Regions from separate parts of the Sus scrofa genome. Here regions 1 and 3 are each linked to region 2. Evidence: chromatin contacts called from public Hi-C and HiChIP or PLAC-seq data. All regions are on one chromosome and are shown on one strand. Each heading gives the region's core, a stretch centred on a gene start, on an enhancer-like site or on the middle of the called end of the contact. The rest is flanking DNA. Distances are from core to core; before and after follow the strand shown. Region 1 has its middle 24 kb from the start of ABCG2. Region 2 overlaps PKD2 (polycystin 2, transient receptor potential cation channel). Region 3 has its middle 46 kb from the start of ABCG2.

Region 1 (4,046 bases), core at 846-3,345, 190 kb after region 2:
TTTAAATAGACATTTCATCAAAGATCTGCAAATAGCTAATAGGCACACAAAAATATACTTGCTAGTCATTAGGGAAATAACAAATTAAAATCACAATGAGATACTACATCATTGTAAACCAGCTATAATGGAAAAAATAAAAATCATTATAAAAAAACACTACATCATGCCACTAGAACAGCTATATGCAAAAGACAACGCAACACTGTAAATCAACTATATCCTTCAATAAAAAAAAGAAAGACACAATAGTGTTATAGTGTTGGTGAGAGAATCTGAGGAAACTGGAATCCTCACATATTGCTAGTGGGAACGTGAAGCGGTACAATTACTTGGGAAGACAGTGTGATAGTTTCTTTAAAATTAGGAAAGCCTGAGTTCCCGTCGTGGCGCAGCAGAAACAAATCCAACTAGGAACAATGAGGTTGTGGGTTCGCTCCCTGGCCTCGCTCAGTAGGTTGGGGATCCGGCATTGCTATGAGCTGTGGTGACAGGTAGCAGACGCGGCTCAGATCTGGCGTTGCTGTGGCTCTGGCATAGGTCAGCAGCTACAGCTCCAATTAGACCCCTACCCTGGGAACCTCCATATACCAAGGGTACAGCCCTAAAAAGGACAAAAAGACCAAAAAAAAAAAAGGAAAGTCACTCCTAAGACTCAATCAAGAGAAATAACAACAAACATCCACACAAAGGCCTGTAAGCAAATGCAGCATTATTTATAATAACCCCAAACTGGAAACAACCTGAATGTGGGACAACCAGTGCATAAACAACATTTAGCATATCCATAGAGCAGAGTGCCACTCGGCCATAAAAGTTAATCATTCATGTTATATGATGGGGGAGCTTCAAGAAGGTGGAGGTGAAAAGAAGTCAAGCAAAGAAGATTTCAGAACTCAATTTAATGAGATGCCCAGAGAAAGCAAAGCTATTCAGTCCAAAATAGATTAGTGCACAGGGTGGGAAAGAGGAAAGACTGCACATAAGCAAGAAGAATTAAAAAAAAAAAAAAAACACAACTTTTGCTCTAGTGCATTCAGCAGTTATCTGTTACAGCACCTTGTGTAACTGGCTCAGAAGAGCCCACCCTTATATTCCTATCAGTCCGTAATCCATTCGAAGATTTGTTTCTGCATCCAAAGCAACTTTTTGACTTTGCTGATGAATTTTCTAGGAATTTTCTAGGTCTGACAGGTTTGACGAATTTAAGTGCCATCAAGTTCCCAGCATACTTGGACCAATGCATAAGTCCTCCGGTTCCAGTTAGAAATGGAGGAGCCTCAACCCCTGCCCTGGGCCTGCTGCTTCCTGACAGAAGAAGAGGAGGTGGTGCTGAATGGCGATGTGAGCATCAGTGCACACCGCACAGGTCTCAGCAGGGGGACCTGGTCCTCTTGCTCCTCCTCCTGTTTCAGCAGTAGGGTGAGCCACAGAGAACTGTGCGAGCAAAGCTGGCAGGGCAGCCTCATTTGCTAGTCAAGGAAGGAGCCTCTATAGTCTCATCAGGCTTTTGTCCACACCCAGCCTTTCTATCCCGTCTTTCCAACGTATTCCAAGAAGAGACCTTAGTACATTTCGTTGTATCTGACTATCCCTTGTCACCCCTTTATCAGTGAGGTCTGCTTCTCTCCCCTAGGACCTGTTCCATACCTGCTTGGTCCACTAGGTAGGTCTCACCTGTATTTTTTTTCAAAAAGTATTGTCACCTTATCAGCTTAAAAAAGAGGGGGGGGTTTAATTCCATGGAGTCAATCTGCCAAAAACAGGTTGGGGTAACGTCCTGTGTAGTGTTGCCACTTTTACTGAGGGACAAGCAGGCCAACTTTGATAGCAGTTTTGTAGGAGCTACAAGTTCTCAGAAACAGACAGAGACAACAGTTTGCAAAAGACAGCAGTTCTCCGGCTACACGCAGTAGTGAACCCGCTCACATAACGTCCAGTGTCATCATCTGGCAAGCGTGGCCTCCGTTTTGTGGGGTGTTGTAAATGTGCCTTCTGGGAGGCATCCAAGGCCACAGAGAATGTCATCTGCAGCTGGCCCCTCCACAAGACGGCACTCCGCAGTGAGACCTCTGGACGTCAGAAGAGCTGTCCTCTGATACCACCGCACATTCCAGTTCCACACACAGCGCGCACGTCAGTACGGACTGTGCAGGACTACACAGCACACAAACCAGTCGGCCCACAGGCCTCTTAATGACAAAATCACCGTTTTATCATGAGTTTTATAGCTATATTCAGACTTCTATTTGCAGGAACAGAGATCGCAGGTCTTTTTGTACAGACACTGGCACACTGGCTTCCAGACCATCCACTCCTCCCAGCTGGAAGGTCGGGAAATACAGGAGAGAAGGCCCAGGCTCTGCACCTGGTACCAGTAAGCAAACATTTACTGTGAGCTATCTGAGGTGGTAGAAAAGGGGTACACAACTCTACAAATTTACTAAAATTCATTGACTTGTACACTTAAAATGTATGGTATATAATTTTCAAGGAAGCAATTTTAAAGTAGTTTAAAGCCAATAAACAAAATATATGTGTGTGTGTATACACACATACATATGCACATATCTATTCATTTAAGACTTTTAAGAAACTGCATAAAATTATAGGTAGTGTGCCCTCTCATACATCACACTGGAAGCCTATGTGTTAACTTGGGTCACTGTAATTTATTTTCTTTTTCTTTTTTTTTTAATTTTTGCTTTTTTAGGGCCCCACCTGAGGCACATGGAAGTTCCCAGGCTAGGGATCAAATCAGAGCTGTAGCCGCCAGCCTACTCCACAGCCACAGCAACGCCAGATCCTTAACGCACTGAGCGAGGCCAGGGATCAAACCCGCATCTTCATTAACCACTGAGACACAAAGGGAACTCCAACTTGGGTCATTTTTATATGTATCTCAGAATAAATCTTCTCTTGTCATCTCTGTTTAATCAGAGAAAAATCATAAAATTGTAAGATGAACAAAACAATACAAAAACCTGAACTATCTCCAACTACTCATCTGAATCAGATTTTTCTCAATACTGTATGACCAAATGCAGAAATAAATTTATTTCAGAGGCTTTCTGCAACTATAATAAACCCTTCTCACAATATTTCTGTGCTCATCAAAAATACTGTTTTTATTGACTGACTTCCTAATAGTAAATGTGTACATTTTAATATATAAATATTAATAAATATATTTTAATATATTGGAGTTGTGCATTTATTTTATTTTTATTTTTTTTTATTTTTGTCTTTTTGCTATTTCTTGGGCTGCTCCCGCGGCATATGGAGGTTCCCAGGCTAGGGGTCGAATCAGAGCTACAGCCACCAGCCTATGCCAGAGCCACAGCAATGCTGGATCCGAGCCCGCGTCTGCGACCTACACCACAGCTTACGGCAACGCCGGATCGTCAACCCACTGAGCAAGGGCAGGGACCGAACCTGCAACCTCATGGTTCCTAGTCGGATTTGCTAACCACTGTGCCACGACGGGAACTCCATGTGCATTTATTTAAAAAAAAATTTAACTGTTTCTGGTGTGAAGAAAAAAAAAATCTAGGGATTTCCCATCACGGCTCAGCATGTTATGAACCCAGCTAGTATTCATGAGGACGCACACAGGTTCAATCCCTGGCCTCACTCAGTGGGTTAAGGATCTGGCATTGCTGTGAGCTGTGGTGTAGGTCCCAGTTGCATCTGGGATCTGGTGTGGCTTTGGCTGTGGTGTAAGCCGGCAGCTATTCAACCCCTAGCCTGGGAAATTCCATATGCCGCAGGTGTGACCCTAAAAAAGCAAAAGCAAAAAAAAAAAAAAAAAATCTAATTCTCCTGGGCAACAGGTGTTACAAAAAGATTAAGCTTAACTACATTTTTACTAGTAGGATGTTTAGAAATACATTTGGTTTAAAGTAGCACTTTGTTATCATTCCCTGAGGCTCCCATGAAGGTAGATGGGATTTTACTTAGACAGCAAACGTTTATCTTCAAAAAACCATTTTTTAAAAAATCAGATGTTCCATTTCCTCCTTTACCCAACATTTATAGAAACATAG
Region 2 (3,832 bases), core at 824-3,323:
TAAACCTCAACTATTATCATACAATAGTATTTGGAATAAGTGTACAATTCTGGTTGTCTCCGTGGACTATTGAAAGTTGAGCTATTTAGAGTTCTGTACCCCTAATAATTTATGTCAAATGAGGAAAATGTAGATGACACAGATAAGCAAAAATAATGAAATAATCCCATCACTCACAGGTAAATACATTAACACTCTGTTGTGTTTCATTCTTGTCTCTCACAAAATATATTGCAATATATGGTTTTGTAAGTGAGAATGTATATTGCATTTTCTTTTGCCATGACAATGGAAAAACTAATTTTCCCAATGACTGTGGTGGCAAAACTATTAATTGATGACTTCTTTTAACATTTCACTTGGGAAAAATTTAGATGTGTGTCAAACTTTGGATTGGTGTTTACAAAATACATTGAGGTTTCTTCTTTAATCTTTACATTCTTTGATTTACAAACAGAATATGTTTTTGGCCATCATCAATGATACTTACTCTGAAGTTAAATCTGATTTGGCCCAGCAGAAAGCTGAAATGGAACTCTCAGATCTTATCAGAAAGGTATGACAAGCCCTAATTCTCAGAATTGCTTTATTTTCTGCATAAAATGAGCATGTTGCAACCAGATGGCCAAATCAACATGGATCCATTGACACTGTTTAAAATGAGGAGTAGATTGCTATGTTCCAGGAATAATTTACATATTCTGTCCCTTGGAGCTACTTGGATATACTGCTAGCTTGGACTTAAATTCTGGGACTCCTTTCATGCCCTAGAATTCAATTTTCCATAATCTCTTTTGCCCCTGAAGAGCTGAGCTGCTGGTTTCATCCCCTTTGTTTATTTTGACACCTCCTCTAGTTGGTTTTCACTTCCAGATCCAGAGTTCAGAATAAACGGGAATAGGAAGTTCTTGTCATGGCGCAGCAGAAACGAATCCAACTAGGAACGATGAGATTGTGGGTTCGATCCCTGGCCTCGCTCAGTGGGTTAAGGATCCCGCGTTGCCGTGAGCTGTGGTGTAGGTCTCAGATGCAGCTTGGATCCTGTGTTGCTGTGCCCGCGGTGCAGGCCAGCAGCCGTAGTAGCTCCGATTCGACCCCTAGCCTGGGAAACTCCATATGCCACGGGTGCGGCCCTGAAATGCAAAAAAAAAAAAAAAAAAAAAAAAAAGAATAAATGGGAAGGGAAGATTATATAAAGACATTTCCACTTCTTCTATATCAATTGCAATTTTTAAAAAAGGGGGTGGGGCGATCCCTGGTGGTCCAGTGGTTAGCACTCGGTGCTGTCCCCACTGTAGCTTGGATTTGATCCCTGGTCTAGCAGCTGAGATCCCACATCAAGCTACTGCACGCCACAGCCAAGTGAATTAATTAATGAATTAGTTAATTAAAAGGAAAAAAAGTTTTAGAGGCAAATATGTTGTGGTTCCCTCCTTACCCCGGACTTACCAGGGACGTTTTAAAATAGCCAAAGGAAAAGTCCCTGGAGCAAGTCCACAGCCTAAGAGCCTGAGAACTTTCACTTACGCCCCTTCTCAGGAAGTGTTTGATTGTTCGGTGGAAGGGCAGGACAGGAAAGCTGCCCAACTTTGTTCTTCGCAATGTGACTTCTCTCTTTGGTCTGACGTCTAAAATTCAAGCAACAACAAATAACTGCATCTGAAGTACACAGCTTGTTCTTTAAACATCATTCTGCTGAAGATACGGTGTGGCTCCTTGACCGTAATATTTTTCTATTTGGTTCAAACCATCGGACAATGTTGTCTGTGAATCAGGTTGTGACAGAGAACGTCCACTTTGGAGAACAAAGTCCCTTGCACAGGACCTAGCGTTTATGTTATCCTGAGCGTTGCGTAACAGGTGATTACATTCTAGCAAATCCCCAGGGTGTCTACAAGCAGCCCTCACTTTGCACTTTGCTTCCAATGTGTCCAAACTCCAGTTATTTCAGTGAAATAACACCAGCCTCTCAACACAGGTCATGTTTCGGTTATCACAGTATCTTGGCTGTTGAGGGATAACAAAGTACAAAGGTCACCTTCGGTTACCGCAGTCTATTGCCTGTGACTAATAGCACGAAGGGCAGACCTCACTCCTATCGCTACAGATCGTTACATAAATAACAGGTGTGCAGCATAACCACTGGCTGATCGCGTCACTTCTTCCAAGTCAAGGCTTGGTCACTGCGCATCTGCCAGTCAGTTTCCACACAGAGCGCAGCTGTGTTCAGACACCTCATCTCCCCGTGATAAACCCAAGTGGCATTTTACAAACACCCAAAATTAAAAGAGACAATAGGCCAGGAAAGAAGAAAGTTTGGCAAAGGAACCAAGAATGATGACATCGGAAGAGAAATTCGAAATGAGTGTAATGCATTTATTGACTCTGTAGCTGGCTGTGGGAGTGGGGACCCCGCCAGCATTCCAGAGTTAGACGGCAGCCAGACGAACCCAGGGAAGCAAATTTACCATAAACGAGGAACGTGATTGTGACACATAGGATGAAGAGCTCTCAGAGAGAATGACACTGGCCACAAACTTCACATCAAAGGAACTTAGTGACATTTCACCACTTTGAAAGTGCCAGGGATAAAATGTTGGAAGCTGATCCAGATTAAGAAAGGATTATGAGGGAGTTCCCGTCGTGGCGCAGCAGAAACGAATCTGACTAGGATCCTTGAGGTTGCAGGTTCGATCCCTGGCCTCGCTCAGTGGGTTGAGGCTCCGGCGTTACCCTGAGCTGTGGTGTGGGTCGCAGATGTGGCTCGGATCTGGCCAGCAGCTACAGGTCCGATTCGACCCCTAGCTTGGGAACCTCCAAATGCCTCAAGCGTGGCCCTTAAAACAAACAAACAAAAAGGATTATGAAATAGAAAAGATGCCCACTCTCTATCATAAATTATACAAGAAGAAGAAAGCAAGCACTCTTCAAACTACTCTGGTTAAGTTTTTTACAAAGAAGTGAAACTTTAATTTTGAATGTTTCTACTATTTAAAATTTCAATTTTCATCTTAATATTTTAAAAATTGCCAGAGTCTCCACTGTGTGGCACAGTGGATTAAGGATCCGGCGTTGGCACAGCTGTGGCCTAGGTCACAGCTGAAGCTTTGGATTCAGTCCCTGGCCGGGAAACTTTCATATGCCCTGAGTGTGGCCAAAAAAGAAAAAAAAAAAACAATTCCCTGTAAATTTATAACCAACCCTAAGGGAATTTTTAATTTTTAACAGAAAGTTTTAAAGTTCATAGGCCAGTGGTAATTTTTTCCTTTGATTATCAACATCGCGTCACACAGTTGTCATTTGTACAGCCCCGTGCCACCAGGCATAATAGGCTCTGCCTCTAGTCCATTAGTGAACAGTACTCATCTCTGTGTCACTGAAATTCTTTTTTTTTTTTTTTTTTTTGTCTTTTTGCTATTTCTAGGGCCGTTCCCGCGGCATATGGAGGTTCCCAGGCTAGGGGTTGAATCGGAGCTGTAGCCGCCGGTCTACGCCAGAGCCACAGCAACACGGGATCCGAGCCGCGTCTGCAACCTACACCGCAGCTCACGGCAACACCAGATCCCCAACCCACTGAGCAAGGACAGGGACCAAACCCGCAACCTCATGGTTCCTAGTCAGATTCGTTAACCACCAAGCCACGACAGGAACTCCTGAAATTCTTTTATGCACGTGACATACGTAAGGAATTCCAGCTATGAGATGTATGGAAAATAATTAATCCGTTTCTGTTTTCTCAAGAACTCTGGCACATTCCTGCGTAGCCAGAGGCAGACAGCCATGGAACACATTTGTGCTTTTTCAGTCCTGTAAGCCGAGCTTGAATATAAGC
Region 3 (3,889 bases), core at 530-3,029, 210 kb after region 2:
TAAGGGTCAATTTTGCAAAACTGCTCTCACTTCTGACACCAGTTGCAAGTCCTACATCACCAGCTACAAATCAGGTGTTCCCAAGGTCCCCTCCAGTTGGACAACTTGCTAGAACAGCTCACAGAACTTGGGCAAACAAGTTACTAGTTCTGGTTTATTATAAAGGATACAACTTGGAGTTCCCGTCGTGGCTCAGTGGTTAACGAATCCGACTAAGAACCATGAGGTTGGGGGTTCAATCCCTGGCCTTGCTCAGTGGGTTAAGGATCCAGTGTTGCTGTGAGCTGTGGTGTAGGTGGCGGACAAGGCTCAGATCCCGTGTTGCTGTGGCTCTGGCGTAGGCCAGTGACTACAGCTCCGATTCGACTCCTAGCCTGGGAACCTCCATATGCTGCGGGAAGCAGCCCTAGAAATGGCAAAAAGACAAAAATAATAATAATAATAATATAAAGAATACAACTCAAGTACAGCCAAATAGAAGAGATACATAGGGCCAGGATGGAAGAAGTGGCTTGGAATTCCATGCCCTCTCTGGGGACACCACCCTCTCAGCACCCTGACGTGTTCAACCCTGAAACTCTCTGAACTCCATCATTTAGAGGGTTTTATGGAGGTTCCATTATGTAAGGCATGATTGATTATATATTTGGTCACTGCTGATGAACCCAACTTCTAGTCCTCTCCCCTCCCTGGAGGTTGGGGGGTGAGGCTGAAAGTTCAACCTTCCAATCATATGGTTGGTTTCTCAGGCAACCAACCCCCATCCTCAGATTCTCCAGGTGCCTAGAAGCTGATGGTCTGTTTTCAAGAGTGACATGTGAAATACAGTAAGAAATATATATTTGGTCTTTGTCCTCGGTTCCTGACACAGCTTCTAAAACTCTTGTAATGTCTTGAGTGACAGGAGCATCTTTTGTTATTTACAACCATCCCCTTTCAACCATACTCGAGCTTATGATAATAAGATGACTCCTGAATCTTGTACCCATTTGAGATGATAAACTTTTTGTCATAACACTTCATGATGTATGTAAATCAAACCACTATGCTGTAAACCTCAGACATACAGTGCTAGATGTCAGTAATATCTCAATAAAACTAGAAGAAGAAAAAAAAATAGCCGTTTTCTTTCTTTTTTTGCGGGGGGGGGGGGGGGGAGCGGGGGCCTGCCTCTGTGGCATATGGAAGTTCCCAGGCTAGGGGTCAAATCACAGTTGCAGCTGCCACCCTACGCCACAGCCACAGCAACGCCAGATCTGAGCTGCATCTGCAACCTGCATCACAGCTCAAGGCAACGTCAGATCCTTAACTCACTTAGTGAGGAGGGGGATCAGACACAGCTCCTCATGGACACCAGGTCAGGTTCCTAACCTGCTGAGGCACAACAGGAACTCCCCACCCCCGCCAAAAAAAACAGCCATCTTTACTATCTGTATTTTAATCTCCTCAGCGTGTAAATCATGTCTAAAAGAAGAAATAAAACAAGCATAGGAATAATTATCACATAATATAGAAGATAAAAGAGGCAGAAAAGAACTATGGGAATTCAAAGAACAGTATTAGACCACTTTCAAATGACCAAGACATATTACTTATTCTGAGGAATAAAGCAATTCTCTTGAGGATATAGTCAAACCAGGATTGCACTGAGGGGAAAAACAGGATAGACAATACAAATCACTAGGGAACTGGGTGGAGGAGAAAGTCCTTCTTGATCTCCAAGATAAAAGCCAGCTGGGTCACTTCTCCTTCTACTCTGTGTCATGATTTGAGGGAATGAGAGCCTTTGGCGTAGAGCTAGATCATAATTAACCTGGCTGTGCTCTATTGTGCCAGGCAGCGTGTGAGCTCGTGTCCCGGTTTGCAGAGGAAGAGCCCAGCTTAAACGTATTGCTCCAAGTATCTTTTAATTGTGCTCCTCTCATCCTCCGAAGTAAAGACGGTTGCCCCCGCTTGAGATGAAAAACAGAAACAATCCTTTGCCAGAGGCTGGTGCCCTCTTGTGACGAGAGTACGAAAAGCCATTCTAGAAACAAGAGTCTTCCTTCAGGTTCCACTGGGGAATTTCACGTCGCTTATTCTGAGAGAAGAAACCGCCGCAAGATGCGAACATCCCAAGTGGATCATCTACCAACTGGCCTCCTCATCTCCGCGTGGCATCAGACTGGATCGCCGACTGCTCTTCATGGGTGCTGCTTTCTGCGGACTCCAGGACCTCTTCTCCCGTTTATCAGTAGCTGGCACACTGTCACTCTCTCTAACTCTCCCCCGTCTCACTTCTTGTGAGTTCACTATACACACAGGTTATTTTTCCAGCCCACTGGCTTCTGCCAACCTTGAACTTCTCCCCTCTGATCTTCCTGTTCTTCGCTCTGCCTCAGCTATGCCCTCCCAGCTCATGCCACAGACGCTGTCATCACCCATCTCATCTCATGGACCTTGCTCTCTGACCCCCTTTTCCCATCTTTCCACCTCGCTACCTCTGGGAATCCAACTCCCACAACCCCCGCCCCAAAGCCCTATAACCATTACCTTGACTAATAGTTCACTATGCCCTGTCCCCTACTGCTTCCTTTCATCTCCATATCAGCTGAAATTCCATGATCATTTCTTATGCTAACACCCTTGCAAACACTTTCAACTCCCTTGCCCCTCTTCTGCATTGCCACTTGCTGGGCAAAACCAGAATCTCTAGTTAAATTCAAATCTCCCCTACTCTGCGCCTACATCCTTGCAGCTGAATGTGGGTGGAGAAAAACACATAAAAACAATTATGGTAAAAAATCAGATATCTGATTTTTTAAATTCATGATCAGAAATCTTTTTTGTGTGTGTGTGTGTTTTAGGGCCACATTCGAGGCATGTGGAGGTTCCCAGGCTAGGGGTCGAATCGGAGCTACAGCTACCAGCCTAGATCACAGCCACAGCAATGTGGGATCCAAGCCACATCTGCAATCTACACCACGGCTCACAGTAATGCTGGATCCTGAACCCACTGAGCAAGGCCAGGGGTCAAACCTGTGACCTCATGGATGCTAGTCAGGTTTGTTAACCACTGAGCCATGACGGGAAGTCCATGATCTCAAATCTTAATGCTGGGAGCCCAAGCGGTGCCTCGCAGCTCACACTATGTTTCCCTAGCCCATTCACTTCTCTATTTTCCTATTTCAACAAGTCCTGGTTTCTTCTGTCTCCTCACCTATAGTCATTCTCAGCTGGTAACCTTATTTCCTGTTTAACTAAGAAAAGAGAAGTAGGAGTGACATCAGAAACATGGTAGAGTGAAAAACAACATTTGTCTCTTCCCTTCAATCTACAACCAATAAAACACCCACGACTCAACAAAGGTGCCTCTGCCCAACACAACAGGACACCAGAGGATGCCACATATTTGCACACCTAAAGCTGAGTAGGCTGGAAACAGAGGCATAACTGAGGGAACAGAAGGGTCATGCCTGCAATCCCGTCTTCTGATTGTGGCAGCAGAGCCCACAGCTTCAGAGAACTGAGTAGCAGGACAGGACCTGACACATGTGACTCCAGCCTCCCAACAGCACTGGTACCCATGGCCACAGGTAACTGGGCAGCAGTGACAGTGGTACCTGTGACCCTGTTTCTCTAGCTGCTGAAGCTCCCAAGACCCACCTCCATCCGCGGTGGCAGAGCCCCCAAACCTTATACCACACATGGCAGAGATGCCTGTGGGACCCTGGCTCCCCCTACACTGTTCCCCTCCCCCCACTGCAAAGCCTGTGTCTCAGGGATCCTGGACGCAAGGAAAGAGCCCACCATCCGAGGAACAATGGCTCCGGCAGAAGCAAGGCAGCAATCACCCCGGAGCAACAAGAAGCGACAATGAAGGCGCAGACAAATCCCTAGTACAGAGACC

What was found. A called contact is a pair of places that touch in the nucleus more often than the background predicts. HiChIP or PLAC-seq counts read pairs in DNA pulled down with a chosen protein or histone mark.
Region 1: a contact with region 2 is called in an H3K27ac HiChIP or PLAC-seq map of skeletal muscle. The contact joins two enhancer-like sites. A contact is called at or near these places in 2 of 2 datasets of contacts at active chromatin or transcription factors (alveolar macrophages and skeletal muscle).
Region 3: a Hi-C map of skeletal muscle shows a contact between it and region 2, with 5 times the contacts expected there. The contact joins two enhancer-like sites. A contact is called at or near these places in 1 of 47 Hi-C or Micro-C datasets (skeletal muscle) and 1 of 2 datasets of contacts at active chromatin or transcription factors (skeletal muscle).

The regions. Positions count from the first base shown.
Region 1 is chr8:130,827,625-130,831,670 of Sscrofa11.1, reverse strand. No RefSeq gene overlaps it. Among named protein-coding and RNA genes, the nearest start is that of ABCG2, 24 kb to the left of the region's middle. Within about 2 kb of position 2,095, at least 11 of the 83 cell types and tissues checked have an H3K27ac peak or open chromatin away from gene starts, as enhancers often do. A contact at or near this core is called in skeletal muscle, where this site is marked.
Region 2 is chr8:131,013,407-131,017,238 of Sscrofa11.1, reverse strand. PKD2 (polycystin 2, transient receptor potential cation channel) reads left to right here. Exons shown (of 15, transcript NM_001245979.1): 10 at 458-556. Among named protein-coding and RNA genes, the nearest start is that of PKD2, 44 kb to the left of the region's middle. Within about 2 kb of position 2,073, at least 36 of the 83 cell types and tissues checked have an H3K27ac peak or open chromatin away from gene starts, as enhancers often do. A contact at or near this core is called in skeletal muscle, where this site is marked.
Region 3 is chr8:130,804,986-130,808,874 of Sscrofa11.1, reverse strand. No RefSeq gene overlaps it. Among named protein-coding and RNA genes, the nearest start is that of ABCG2, 46 kb to the left of the region's middle. Within about 2 kb of position 1,779, at least 12 of the 83 cell types and tissues checked have an H3K27ac peak or open chromatin away from gene starts, as enhancers often do. A contact at or near this core is called in skeletal muscle, where this site is marked.